2 separate regions of the Mus musculus genome follow, and region 1 is linked to region 2. The links are chromatin contacts, called in public promoter capture Hi-C maps. All regions are on one chromosome and are shown on one strand. Each heading gives the region's core, a stretch centred on a gene start, on an enhancer-like site or on the middle of the called end of the contact. The rest is flanking DNA. Distances are from core to core; before and after follow the strand shown.

Evidence for each region. Capture Hi-C pulls out chosen DNA fragments and counts their contacts.
Region 1: a contact with region 2 is called in a promoter capture Hi-C map of adipose tissue, with 13 times the contacts expected there. The contact joins the promoter of H4c8 here to the promoter of H4c12 in region 2. A contact is called at or near these places in 8 of 39 promoter capture datasets (the HPC-7 cell line, cranial neural crest, erythroid cells and 5 more), 7 of 484 Hi-C or Micro-C datasets (B cells, cerebellum, cerebral cortex and 3 more), 21 of 115 datasets of contacts at active chromatin or transcription factors (CD8 T cells, the NIH/3T3 cell line, the SCID.adh cell line and 14 more) and 4 of 9 other capture datasets (adipose tissue, liver, macrophages and 1 more).

The regions. Positions count from the first base shown.
Region 1 is chr13:23,528,863-23,534,575 of GRCm38.p6, forward strand. H4c8 (H4 clustered histone 8) reads left to right here and starts at 2,182. Exons shown (of 1, transcript NM_153173.4): 1 at 2,182-2,616. The coding sequence starts at 2,253. The coding sequence ends at 2,564. It overlaps Gm11335 (predicted gene 11335), which reads right to left and starts at 2,066. Exons shown (of 2, transcript NR_167693.1): 1 at 1,815-2,066. n-TMcat9 (a tRNA gene) reads right to left here and starts at 1,557; the gene lies at 1,486-1,557. It overlaps H2ac10 (H2A clustered histone 10), which reads left to right and starts at 5,013. Exons shown (of 1, transcript NM_175661.3): 1 at 5,013-5,516. The coding sequence starts at 5,049. The coding sequence ends at 5,441.
Region 2 is chr13:21,748,068-21,754,397 of GRCm38.p6, forward strand. It overlaps H4c12 (H4 clustered histone 12), which reads right to left and starts at 2,486. Exons shown (of 1, transcript NM_178211.2): 1 at 2,078-2,486. The coding sequence starts at 2,438. The coding sequence ends at 2,127. It overlaps H2ac15 (H2A clustered histone 15), which reads right to left and starts at 5,845. Exons shown (of 1, transcript NM_178183.2): 1 at 5,310-5,845. The coding sequence starts at 5,760. The coding sequence ends at 5,368. It overlaps H2bc15 (H2B clustered histone 15), which reads left to right and starts at 6,009. Exons shown (of 1, transcript NM_178201.3): 1 at 6,009-6,330. The coding sequence starts at 6,056.

The sequences.
Region 1 (5,713 bases), core at 932-3,431, 1.8 Mb after region 2:
TATGTATTGCACTTTGTAATTATAATCAGATTGACTGTATGGTCTTTCCCCAGTGGCTGCACACTCCATAACACTGGGGCAAGGCTATGGGAGCAGAACTTCTCTATTTAATGTTCAGTTCTGTGGGTAAGGGCCATGGTAATGACCCTTAGCCATACACTGAAAATGACAATTCGGGAATGTCCTCATAGCTCCTGGGTAGTAATTTTATTCTCCATCCCTGAAGCAGGGAGTGACTGTGACCCATGCTGGCAGTGTACTTAATGTAGCATTTAATTTATGACCAGTAAGCATGTGGTCACCAGGCAACCAGTTCCCTGGAACTATTCGAACTCCTGTTGAACAGACAGTACTAGACTGCCATAGCTGATGCACACTCCTGTGGCTTTCAGCTGGAGTGATGGATGTCTGACACCATGGAGGAGAGGACAAGAGAGCCTTCTCCAGTCTTCTCCTTCGTGACAGTCTTTTCCTGTATTGTAGTCTTTCCTGTAATCCTAACTACACACGCATGTAGTTACGGAAGGACTTCCCCAAGTCACTGAACTGGTGGGTAGTTATGGGGCTGAGATCAATTTTATTCTTGCAGCTCATAAAGTAGTTCTTAAAAAAAATTTTCACTTTTTTTTTTTTTTTTTTGGTTTGAAGCAAAAAAAAAAAAAAAAAAAAAAAAGGCTGATCTTTACCTTTAACCCCCTCTGAGAAGAAATAAAGTCTTCCATCTCTACAGCCTAACAGGAGAGAGGCCTTTGGATTTCTGTTTTCTGATCCAGTGAAAAACTATTTTAAGAAGACACAGTACAGCTTGTTGGCAGAGGCAAGAGGAGCATTTCAAGGTCACTCAAAACAAAGTAACCCAAAATATCTGTACTGATTCTAGACTACTTACTATGTTTTTTTTGTGTTTTAACTTCTAGGACAGTGTGACATATAAAATTTGAACAGGAATCTTTACTGTGAGAGAAATAAAAAAAGACAGTGAGTACAAAACTTGAAAAATAAGCGTAGAGAATAGCAATAGCTTAGCAAAGATTTATCTTTGTGAAAGTGGAGACTAATGTCGGTAGCAGAAGTGGTTTTCTCAGTCAGACTTCAACTGAAGACCCCCACATCCTCCCTTAACTACACACACTTTTCTCAAAACACTACCTATTGTTGTCAAGATTAAGACTCTAGTAATTGCAAAGAATATCTATAGGGACTGATCAATGAATGTATTCCTACCACCAGACCCTTGAAAAATAAGGCTTTATGAATTATGTATAGAAGAAACTGAGCTCTGTTCCTCCACTCTTACACTTGTATTCACCTTCGTGTAGTGATTTTAGGTTTTATTGGGCAAAATAAATCTGACTTATTACCAAGAGAACACATGAGTTACCACTTGAGCGTCCATGTAAAAGTTCCAGTTCCGTTTTGCAGAGATCGATTTACCTCACGAACTTAACTTTAGGAGGAGGGAAAAAAGAAAAAAAAAAGTCCAGATAGCAGAGGATGGTTTCGATCCATCGACCTCTGGGTTATGGGCCCAGCACGCTTCCGCTGCGCCACTCTGCTACTTAAAGAGAGCCTTTCAAAATATTATACTTAACTTTATTTGCAGTTGGTGTTTCTCTACTTCATACAAAGGCCTGCAGGAAGGCACCTTCTAATTTTTGTCTACCTAAAGGCTAATATTTGTTGGGAATAATGTCGCTAATGAGTCAAAGAGAAAGCAAAATTTGGACTAGATCAGTAAACATTAACATACTAGTAAGTAATTCGACAAAGGAGAAAACAATACAGCGCGTCTTAGTGACCAACCACGCATTTACCTGCGCGAAGAGTTTGGGATCAGGTTTGTCCTTAAGTCGAGATAGTGGAAGAAATGGTGCTATTTTCTCCAGTGTTTAGTCCTTTACAGCCGAAAATAAAAACATGGGAAGCGAGACCTCCACATCAGTATTTGTGATCGCTTGGCTCACCAAAGATCTCCTGTCTTTCTAAATTTGTTACAAGTGACAAATATGTATTGCTAAAGAAACTGTTTAGTCTGAACTCGTTAAAATGGCCGGGAAGTCCGGAATGGGGACAAAGGACCCAGCTCAAGGAGCGAGTACAACGAACGTTGGTGACGTCACTAGGCATTGCCCATGCCAGGGGCGGGGCCATTGCAGGGGGTTTCAGTCTTCAATCAGGTCCGAAAACACTGCATATAAGTAATGTGCCTGTGCCTTCCACTCTGTTGAGGTTTTTTCTTCAGCAAGTACACCATGTCTGGTCGTGGCAAGGGCGGTAAAGGTCTTGGCAAAGGCGGCGCCAAGCGCCACCGCAAAGTGCTGCGTGACAACATCCAGGGCATCACGAAGCCCGCCATCCGCCGCCTGGCCCGGCGCGGGGGAGTGAAGCGCATCTCCGGCCTCATCTACGAGGAGACCCGCGGTGTGCTGAAGGTGTTCCTGGAGAACGTGATCCGCGACGCCGTCACCTACACGGAGCACGCCAAGCGCAAGACCGTCACCGCCATGGACGTGGTCTACGCGCTCAAGCGCCAGGGCCGCACCCTCTACGGATTCGGCGGTTAAGCGAATCTTGCTTCTGACCTACAAAACCAAAGGCCCTTTTCAGGGCCGCCCACATTTTCTTATTAAAAGAGCGAACATGTGTTTTACGTTTTGAAATGATTGTGCAACGTTAGCAGCGTTGTGTAAGTACGTTAATCGACTCACTATTCAGGTATTTACAATCCAGGTTGGCAAATTCTTAAATTATATTCGGGCAGCGTGCATTTATTGAAGTAGGAAGTATAAAGTTTTTTGTTTATATGGTGCAGGTTGCAAGGACAAAGCGCGAGAGCTAGCGGCTGCGCAGTTTGGGACTAGAGCGTGGGGCGGGCCTGAGTGCACAGCACCGACGGTGGTTGGCTGTTTCTGTGCTTTGGAGCGTCTGCGCAGACTGCGGAAATCCGGCGTGTCCTGGAGACCCATGCAGTGTGGGCTTTTCTGGCACTCACGGTGGAGAGGTGTTTACTAAAAAAGGAATGTTTCATTAAGGTTGGGCATTAGATAAAGTATTAAAAAACTGGTAGTTCTAATATGCAACTTTATGGGAACGTCCCGATTGTTAACATGTAGGAGTGCATTCGTGATGGATGTTTTAATAAAATCTAAGTCAGTATAGGCAGTTTTGATATTTTCGATGTGGTCTAAGTGTATCTTCAGGAATTTGGTTTCAGCCAAGAGTGATAAGATTTTAGAGTACTGTACACCGAAAGTTTGGGGCTAAATGTCTCCAAAAACAAAACAAAACGAAAACAAAGAAACCCCCCAAAAGTCAAAAGAAAAACTCGACAGAAAAGATGCTTTTCTTCATGGCCAGCAATCTACTTGTATGATTATACTATGAAATCACAGAAATTCAGGGTGTTAATGTGATGTTTATTTAACACTTTGTGTGTGTTACTAGGTGAATGAACAGTTTACAGGATTTTGGGTCTCCTTCCACCGAGGGATCCAACTCAGCTTAACAGGTTTTGCAGAAATACTTTTCCTCATTGTTCAGCCTTCTGACTGTTTCTCGTCATCGTCATCATGATACCACCACCACTTTTTTTTCTTTTTCTTTTTTGAGACCGTGTTTCTCTGGGTAGCACTAGATGCCCTTGAACTCTGTGGACCCGGCTGGCCTCGAACTCCAGATATACCCTTGCCTCTGCCTCCCGAGTGCTGGGATTAAAGACCTACCCCAGCACCTCCTGTTTCTCATCTTTACTTTTAAAGATTAGGGTTTCTGTGGGTAAGCGAAAAGTATCATATACTAATGGAGGTTAAGAAGTTGTTTGAAGAAGAAAATAATCTGAGGCTTGAAAAGAGTAATCTGAACACAACATGTGTCAGCAACTGTTCTGAGTTCTGGAATTTATAAGTATGAATAATTTAAATGTATATGGGTGTTTGTGCACCATGTGCCCAAGAAGGCTAGAAGAGGGTGCTAGATCCCCTGAAACTGGGGTTTAAGGCAGTAGTGAGCCACTATGTATGTGCTGGGATGGGCCTCAGGTGCTCTGGAAAAGCAGCCAGTGCTCTTAATGAGTGAGTGAAGGGTTCCTTGTTCATTTTGTTGGAGTTTGCTCTCATTGAGGTGGGAACTACGGTAGGGGTTTGAGCTGAGAACAGGCAAGACCTGAGTTAAATGTCAAAACAATGAATATAGATGTTTGATGAAAACTAGTGTCAAGGAAAAGTAGTAAGGAGGCTTCTACAACTATTCAGTTTGCGGAGGACATTGGTTTGGATCAGTGGTCTGGGCTATGAAAAATAGGTTCTGTGTATGGTTTTGCAGGTTTAAGGTCTACCTTTAAACAATTTTAATTTTAATTTGACCAAAAATGGGACTATGGGCAATATTAAAAGTATTGAAGGTTGGAGCTAGAGGTGCCTTGATGGTAGTTTACTGCTTTTGCAGAGGACCAGAGTTCAGTGCTCACTATCTATTTGGGTGGCTCACACCAGTTCCAGAGGATCTATACATACAAAGACATGCACATACTTAAAAATAACTCTTTAAGAGAAAGTATTAAAATTAAGAGAACAGTTCTCTGTATAATTTTAAATATAGTCTTCAGCCTACTCAAATACTAGGCTGAATGCAACCCAGACGCTATTGTCTCACAAAGGAGCAAGTTTTCCCTTTTATTTAGTCTTTTCCTAATTAATTCTTGCTGTCCTTCTGGGCCTTAGTAACGGACTTCTTGGAGCCCTTCTTCAGGGCGGGAGCGGACTTGGCGGGCTCAGGCATAGTGAACAGAAAACAACACCAAGAAAAAAAAATATTAGCCCTTGTTGCAATTTAAATAAAGCTGTGGCTATCCTTTTAGAGTCCTGAAATATTATGCGTTAACTATCCAATCAAAACAAGGTTTTTTCATATACAAGCTACCATTGGTTTAGGTAAAACTCTATGTGTAGCCAACGAGATCACTCCGTTTTCGCGCCAGAAGTTGAGTATTAGAATGGTGCTGTGGCTGCATCATTATACGCTGAACAGATCCTGACAGCAAGGTACCTACAATGTCTGGACGCGGCAAACAGGGTGGCAAGGCTCGCGCCAAGGCCAAGACCCGCTCCTCCCGGGCCGGCCTGCAGTTCCCCGTGGGCCGCGTGCACCGGCTGCTCCGCAAGGGCAACTACTCGGAGCGCGTGGGCGCCGGCGCCCCGGTGTACCTGGCGGCCGTGCTGGAGTACCTGACGGCCGAGATCCTGGAGCTGGCGGGCAACGCGGCCCGCGACAACAAGAAGACGCGCATCATCCCGCGCCACCTGCAGCTGGCCATCCGCAACGACGAGGAGCTCAACAAGCTGTTGGGCCGCGTGACCATCGCGCAGGGCGGCGTCCTGCCCAACATCCAGGCCGTGCTGCTGCCCAAGAAGACCGAGAGCCACCATAAGCCCAAGGGAAAGTAAGCCAGTGAGCTAAGTTTTTTTTTTTTTTTTTTTTTTTTTTTAAACAAAACCCAAAGGCTCTTTTCAGAGCCACCACTTCTTCATATAAGAGTCTAGTAACATGGTTAATTTAGCTTGTGGAAAAACCTATATTAATGTTTCAAGCACAAAACCATAATTCTGGTAGGCTGAGGTAATTCTTAGGCAACTGCTTTGTCTTCCTCACGCAGAGAAATATTGGATGTAGCATAAACATAGATTTACACGTTGCACAAAACTTTTGGTCTTGCAGT
Region 2 (6,330 bases), core at 1,236-3,735:
TTTTTATTTTTTTATATTTTAAAAAAAGTATGTTCTTTTATGTTCTTTAACTTTAACTTTTGATAACTTTATCATTGAAATACAGCAGAAGTAAACATTAGATTTTTTATACCATATCATTAAGCATCTTTTCCAGAGGTGAACCATACTTAGAGAAATTCATGGTCTTGTTATCCTTGCATTATAAATGTAACTTTCTGGTATATTTGAAATTACAGACATGATAGGTAAAACAAGATCCTAAAGTGTGTTTGATATAGATATGGAGCAAACTGTGCTGTTGTGTTAATGCACATAAAGGGATAAAGATCCAAGAGACTGATGGTATATGTGATGTACTATTTAAACATAAAATACCTGAATGCTAAAATTCATGATATCCTAAATATATTTCGTATATGAAATGCCTAAGTCCAGCCATTTAATGGTGCTATTCATTCTAGAACTAGGCGCATTTAGTTGCAAAACTACCAATAAAACGTCAGAGTATTCAAGGAGTTTAGGTTGAGCCACGACAGTCCAGGCCAATTTTTCTGCTTACTGGAGTCATTGGTCCAGCTACTTTCCACTTTGTCCAAACTGGGACACTTGTCTTCATAACCAATGAAGAAGCCTGATGCAGCAGTAAGAAAAATAAGCCAGAGATGTTATATGTTGTAATTCTGGCACTCCAAAGATTAAATCAGAAAACTAAGTCAGGAATTCAAGGCCAGCTGGGGGTATCTCAAAAAGATAAAGAAAACAAAAACAAAAAACAAAACAAAAAATTAATAAATAAAATCTTGCTCCACTTCTTTTTCTTTGCAGTAGGATTTGCATTTAAATTGATTCAAATTTTGTATTATTTATTTAAGAAAAAGAGTGATGTGGACATCGATGATGTAGAAGTCAGATGAGGGAATCAGATATTCTTTAGTTGGAGTTAGTGAGTTATGAGTTGCTCATAGTGGGTACCAGGAAGTGAACTCTTATCCTAAAGAATATCAATTGCTCTTAACCTTTGAGCCACTACTCCAGCCATAATAAATTTAATAAACTATATTTGCATATAAATTTTATCCAAGTTGCTGTACACCATTGAAGTGCTTGCTTTGTGGTGCATTTGGGTGGTTATATATTGTTATGGAGAATAAGATATCCCTCAGTGGTTGAGCTGTTTTGTTGGTGCTTAATTGTGCTTTCATTTTCATGTAAAAGAGAAAGGATACTGGTTGCAGTGTCCTGTTAGGACACTGTGTTGTATTTATTAGCCTTAGGCTACTAAACATTCAGAAGCTAAATAAGAAAACTTAAGCTACAAATATAAAATTAGAAGTCATTAAGGAACAGATACTATTTAATGACCCAGTGGATGGGATCTCCAAAGGAGTGTGGAAAGAAATAGTTTGTGACTTAAAAGTTCTACAGGCAAATGATGTGTTAGAACTCACCAAATGCGGACAATGAAAAGACATTGTCAAACATTGGGGTTTCAATGTTGCCTGAAAGACCAGCAACCCACAGGAAGTTCTAATAAGTCATAGTTTGGGCAAAACCACTCAGCGACTCTGAAATCAGAGTTGCTGGGAGGGAAAAACAATCAGCTCTGAAGCATGATCTGGGAGCAATACTGGCTACTTCTGAGGCAGAGGCAGAAAGATCACAGGTTTGAGGCCAGCAATGGCAAACAGAAGGTTATGGGATGCTGGTAATGTTGTATCTACAGAATGAATTCAATCTCCAGCACTACTCCTAAAACTCAAAAGCCCCCCCCCCCCCTCTATGGCATATCTGTACTAGAGAGCTAGAGAACCAGCTGGTGTGTGTGTGTGTGTGTGTGTGTGTGATGTAATACTGTCAATTATACCGATAAGTGAGATCACAGAAAAGATCATGTCTTAAGCACAAAGCCAGGAAAATGGCATTTACTAATTGACGTGTTAAAACTCTCTGATACACCAATTAGTTCACTTTACACAAAAATGTGAAAGCTGACCATTACAAAGTAGGTCACCCATGTCAGAGACATTACTTGTATTCTTGGTCATGAGGACTTTCTAACCCTTCTGACATGAGTACAGCGCTTCAAAGAATTAAGTGGGTGGCCCTGAAAAGGGCCTTTTGTAGCAGAAATAAAAGACAAAGACTTAGCCTCCGAATCCGTAGAGGGTGCGGCCCTGGCGCTTGAGCGCGTAGACCACGTCCATGGCGGTGACGGTCTTGCGCTTGGCGTGCTCCGTGTAGGTGACGGCGTCGCGGATCACGTTCTCCAGGAACACCTTCAGCACACCGCGGGTCTCCTCGTAGATGAGGCCGGAGATGCGCTTCACTCCCCCGCGCCGGGCCAGGCGGCGGATGGCGGGCTTGGTGATGCCCTGGATGTTATCGCGCAGCACTTTGCGGTGGCGCTTGGCGCCACCTTTACCGAGCCCTTTCCCGCCCTTACCTCTGCCAGACATGACTGCACTCAGGACAGCTCAGAACAGAGATGCTGACAGGGAGCCTGAGCGCCGCCTTTTTATACTGCGGCGGGCGGACCGAAATGAGAACCTGCAGGGAAGAGGCGGGAAGTTGCGCCCGCAGCTGTGGGGGAGGGGAAGACTTACCAAAAAGAAAAAGGGCGCCTTTTGTTTCCCTGTCCGAGCTTTCTGAGGGAACTAGCTCCTCACGCCCTTTTAAGAGTTTGGAGAATCGAGCGCACAATCAGTACACTGACTGTACAAAATACAGAAAGCCAAGCGGCCCCTTAACAACCCGTAACCCCGTCCAGAGAGGACACTGCAGGCGGCTGCTAAGGCGCTTTGGTGCTCAGTACACACTTTCCAACGTGCAAACCGTGCTCTGAATTACCTTGTGTTCCTTCTCTATTGTAACCACATTTCAAATGTTTTTTGTTTTTGGTTTTTTGGGTTTTTTTAGTTCAAACTTACAAAAAGCCTCATAATACCTGTATTATTCTCTTGAGAACTTTTCATAAAAGCACCAATCGGTATTACTCATCTGCATCGCTTGGTGAATCATTTTAAGTTTAAAGTCATTTTTCACCGTTAAGTGAATTTTTCATCACTATACTTACGGTCACTTCTGATATTTCTATTGTGACCATATTAAATTTAAGCTTATCTATATTGACATTTCATCGCTCTTATTGCCAACCTCATTTCTCAAAGATTTTTTTTATTTAATTGACTTTCACTAATATTTTCAAGAAAATATCCAAGTGGGTTTGTGAAGTCTGAACAAAATATTTGAAGACAGGGGTTCATCTGTGACTACTATGCTCTGTACTAATACTCTCTGTACAGTACAAGTATAATGAAAAACACTTTTTTTTAATCTCCTGAAACTTTTCCCCCACATCTACTAAATTAGGATCTGTCAAGAAAATTGATGGAAAAACTATATTTACAAAAACTGGTTGATTGACAGGAACTACATATATGAGAGGTATGAAAACAGTGAAATTGGAGTGTCACAGGTTCTAATGCTGGTTGTCTTCTTGGTCACACTTTATGCTCTGAATGTGGTCCTCTATGTCTAACAGTTTGTGACTAATAGATAAAAACCTCATTTGTAACCTCAACATAGCAGATCAGTAGTTTCCACCAATCCAAAAGGCAAGAAAGTCATCAGATAGTATCTGGGATCTGTAGAAAAGTTTCTCCCACATTGCTGCACATCTCTCCAATATGTTTAAACCTATCTTTACTTTGTTTTATAACTTCATAAGACTCCTTCCATGTTGGAACATGAAATTTGGAGAAACCTCTAGTATACACTGTTTCTTATTCCCTTTCAGGTGAGAGGTGAGTGGATTTTTTGGTTTTGTTTTTCTATCTGTCTCTGTGTGTGTGTGTGTGTGTGTGTGTGTGTGTGTGTGTGTGTGTGTGTGTGTGTGTTTCAACTATGCAGGGATGATGACGCAAGTCAAAGTCAGAAAGGTGGGAAAGGATAAACCATGAAGAGTATTAGGGCTGTACCAGAGAGCTGTGAAGAGGCACAGTTAAGAGCCTGTCATCTCCGCTCAGTAGAGAAAACAAGGACTACACTGAAGACTGGCTTCAGTGCCTGTGAATCCTGAAAGAAAGCCAATGGCTATTTTAGGAACCCAGATAAAATGATGAGTTTGGCTTGAACCCGTATGCTGGGACTTTTCTCCAGGTGTTCTGGAGGTGCTCCCATGTCTCTGCTTTCTATGAGGAAGTCTCATGAGAAAAAGACAATTAACAATAAAAAGTGACAAAGGAAGGGTTTCTTATTCCTCTGTTTCAAATTTGTCATTTGAATACTGTGGAACTTGAAGATTTGACTATAGGACACCAAGCAGGCTGGGAGGTCCAACAGGATGTATAAGGTTTTTGATTGTTGGTGGATCCTGGCTTCCATCAAGCTCCACATGTCCAAGAATGATGTGTGTTTGGTTCAGTCCGTGTGTGTAAGTGGAGTTTGGCACAGGATATAACAGGCAGTGGGTACTCGACCTGTGAGATGACAGGGAGACTGAGACCTGCAATTCTAGCTTCTCTCTGCCGCAACCCTAAACCTGATGTTAGCTAGGAATTAAACTAGAGAACTCTTACAGGATCAGCAATCATCCTTGACCACTTGGCCACTCCTCCAGCCCCCTAAATGACTTTTTCATGGTAACTGCTGTCCATATATACTCCAAATTGTTTTCAGATAACATAACTCTAGTAATAGATTTACTACATCAATCTTCAACCTTCCTTTCTAGAGTTCCTTTTCTGCTAATTTCTTCTACTGACTCAGAATAAATAGAAATATACTGAATTGTATATCTTCGGCATTTCTTCGGCAAGTCTGTTGGCAGCAGAGGGTTTTTTTGTTTGTTTGTTTTTAACATTTTCTTTAACCTCAGCCTCCTTAAAAGTTTGTGCAACCACGGTAACCTTTATCTTGCATGTAAGTTATAAGGTGTTTACAAAAAAAAAAAATCTTCTGCAATGTAACAGAAAAGGTTGAAAGGGGGTATAAAGCTGAACAGATTCCCAAATTTTATAAAAACGACAGACGTCATCCTGTAAATGCTGAGGGAACTAAGTAGTCCCTAAGCTGTAACTTGCTCTTCCTCCTAGAATGCACTACAGGAAGATACAAGCAAACTTCGTGGCCTGAAACATTAAAACGTAGTAATAGCTACTAGTATTTATAGGTCAGTAAATTAAATTTCACACTGGCTTGTATAAATAGGTTGGATGCAACAATTCTAAAGGCATTAATAAAACTAGGGTTAGGTTCACATTATCTCAGTGTTGCACTCATTAGCCCAATAATGATCCAAAGTAGCACAACTCCTCCAAGTGTTTTTGTAGGTGGCTCTGAAAAGAGCCTTTGGTGGTTGGAAAGGGTTGCTTTCTATCAAGGGCCTCACTTCCCCTTGGCCTTGTGGTGGGTCTCGGTCTTCTTGGGCAGCAGCACGGCCTGGATGTTGGGCAGGACGCCGCCCTGCGCGATGGTCACGCGGCCCAGCAGCTTGTTGAGCTCCTCGTCGTTGCGGATGGCCAGCTGCAGGTGGCGCGGGATAATGCGCGTCTTCTTGTTGTCGCGGGCCGCGTTGCCCGCCAGCTCCAGGATCTCGGCCGTCAGGTACTCTAGCACGGCTGCCAGGTACACCGGGGCGCCGGCGCCCACGCGCTCCGAGTAGTTGCCTTTGCGGAGCAGCCGGTGCACGCGGCCCACGGGGAACTGCAGGCCGGCCCGGGAGGAGCGGGTCTTGGCCTTGGCGCGAGCCTTGCCACCCTGCTTGCCTCTTCCTGACATGGTAGAACCTAGAATATAAGCCTGCTCAGTAAGTGGTTTGAAGGCAAAGCTGACAGTATTTATAGTCAATGCAGGGCATGAAAAAGTAGGAATTTCATTGGTTACATAGAAGCATTGCACCTAGACCAATAACAGAGTTGCATTGAAAAGCCCTTGCTATGATTGGGTATTTGGTGGATGACGACTGCTAATTCGCGATAGCTATAGCCACAAGTTTGTTTAAAAGGCAGCCTGTGCAGACACACTTTACATTTCTTTTCTTTCTGTATCTTTAGGCTTTTGGTCAGTTCCTACCATGCCTGAACCCGCTAAGTCCGCTCCCGCCCCGAAGAAGGGGTCCAAGAAGGCCGTCACCAAGGCCCAGAAGAAGGACGGCAAGAAGCGCAAGCGCAGCCGCAAGGAGAGCTACTCGGTGTACGTGTACAAGGTGCTGAAGCAAGTGCACCCCGACACCGGCATCTCCTCCAAGGCCATGGGCATCATGAACTCGTTCGTGAACGACATCTTCGAGCGCATCGCGAGCGAGGCGTCCCGCCTGGCGCATTACAACAAGCGCTCGACCATCACATC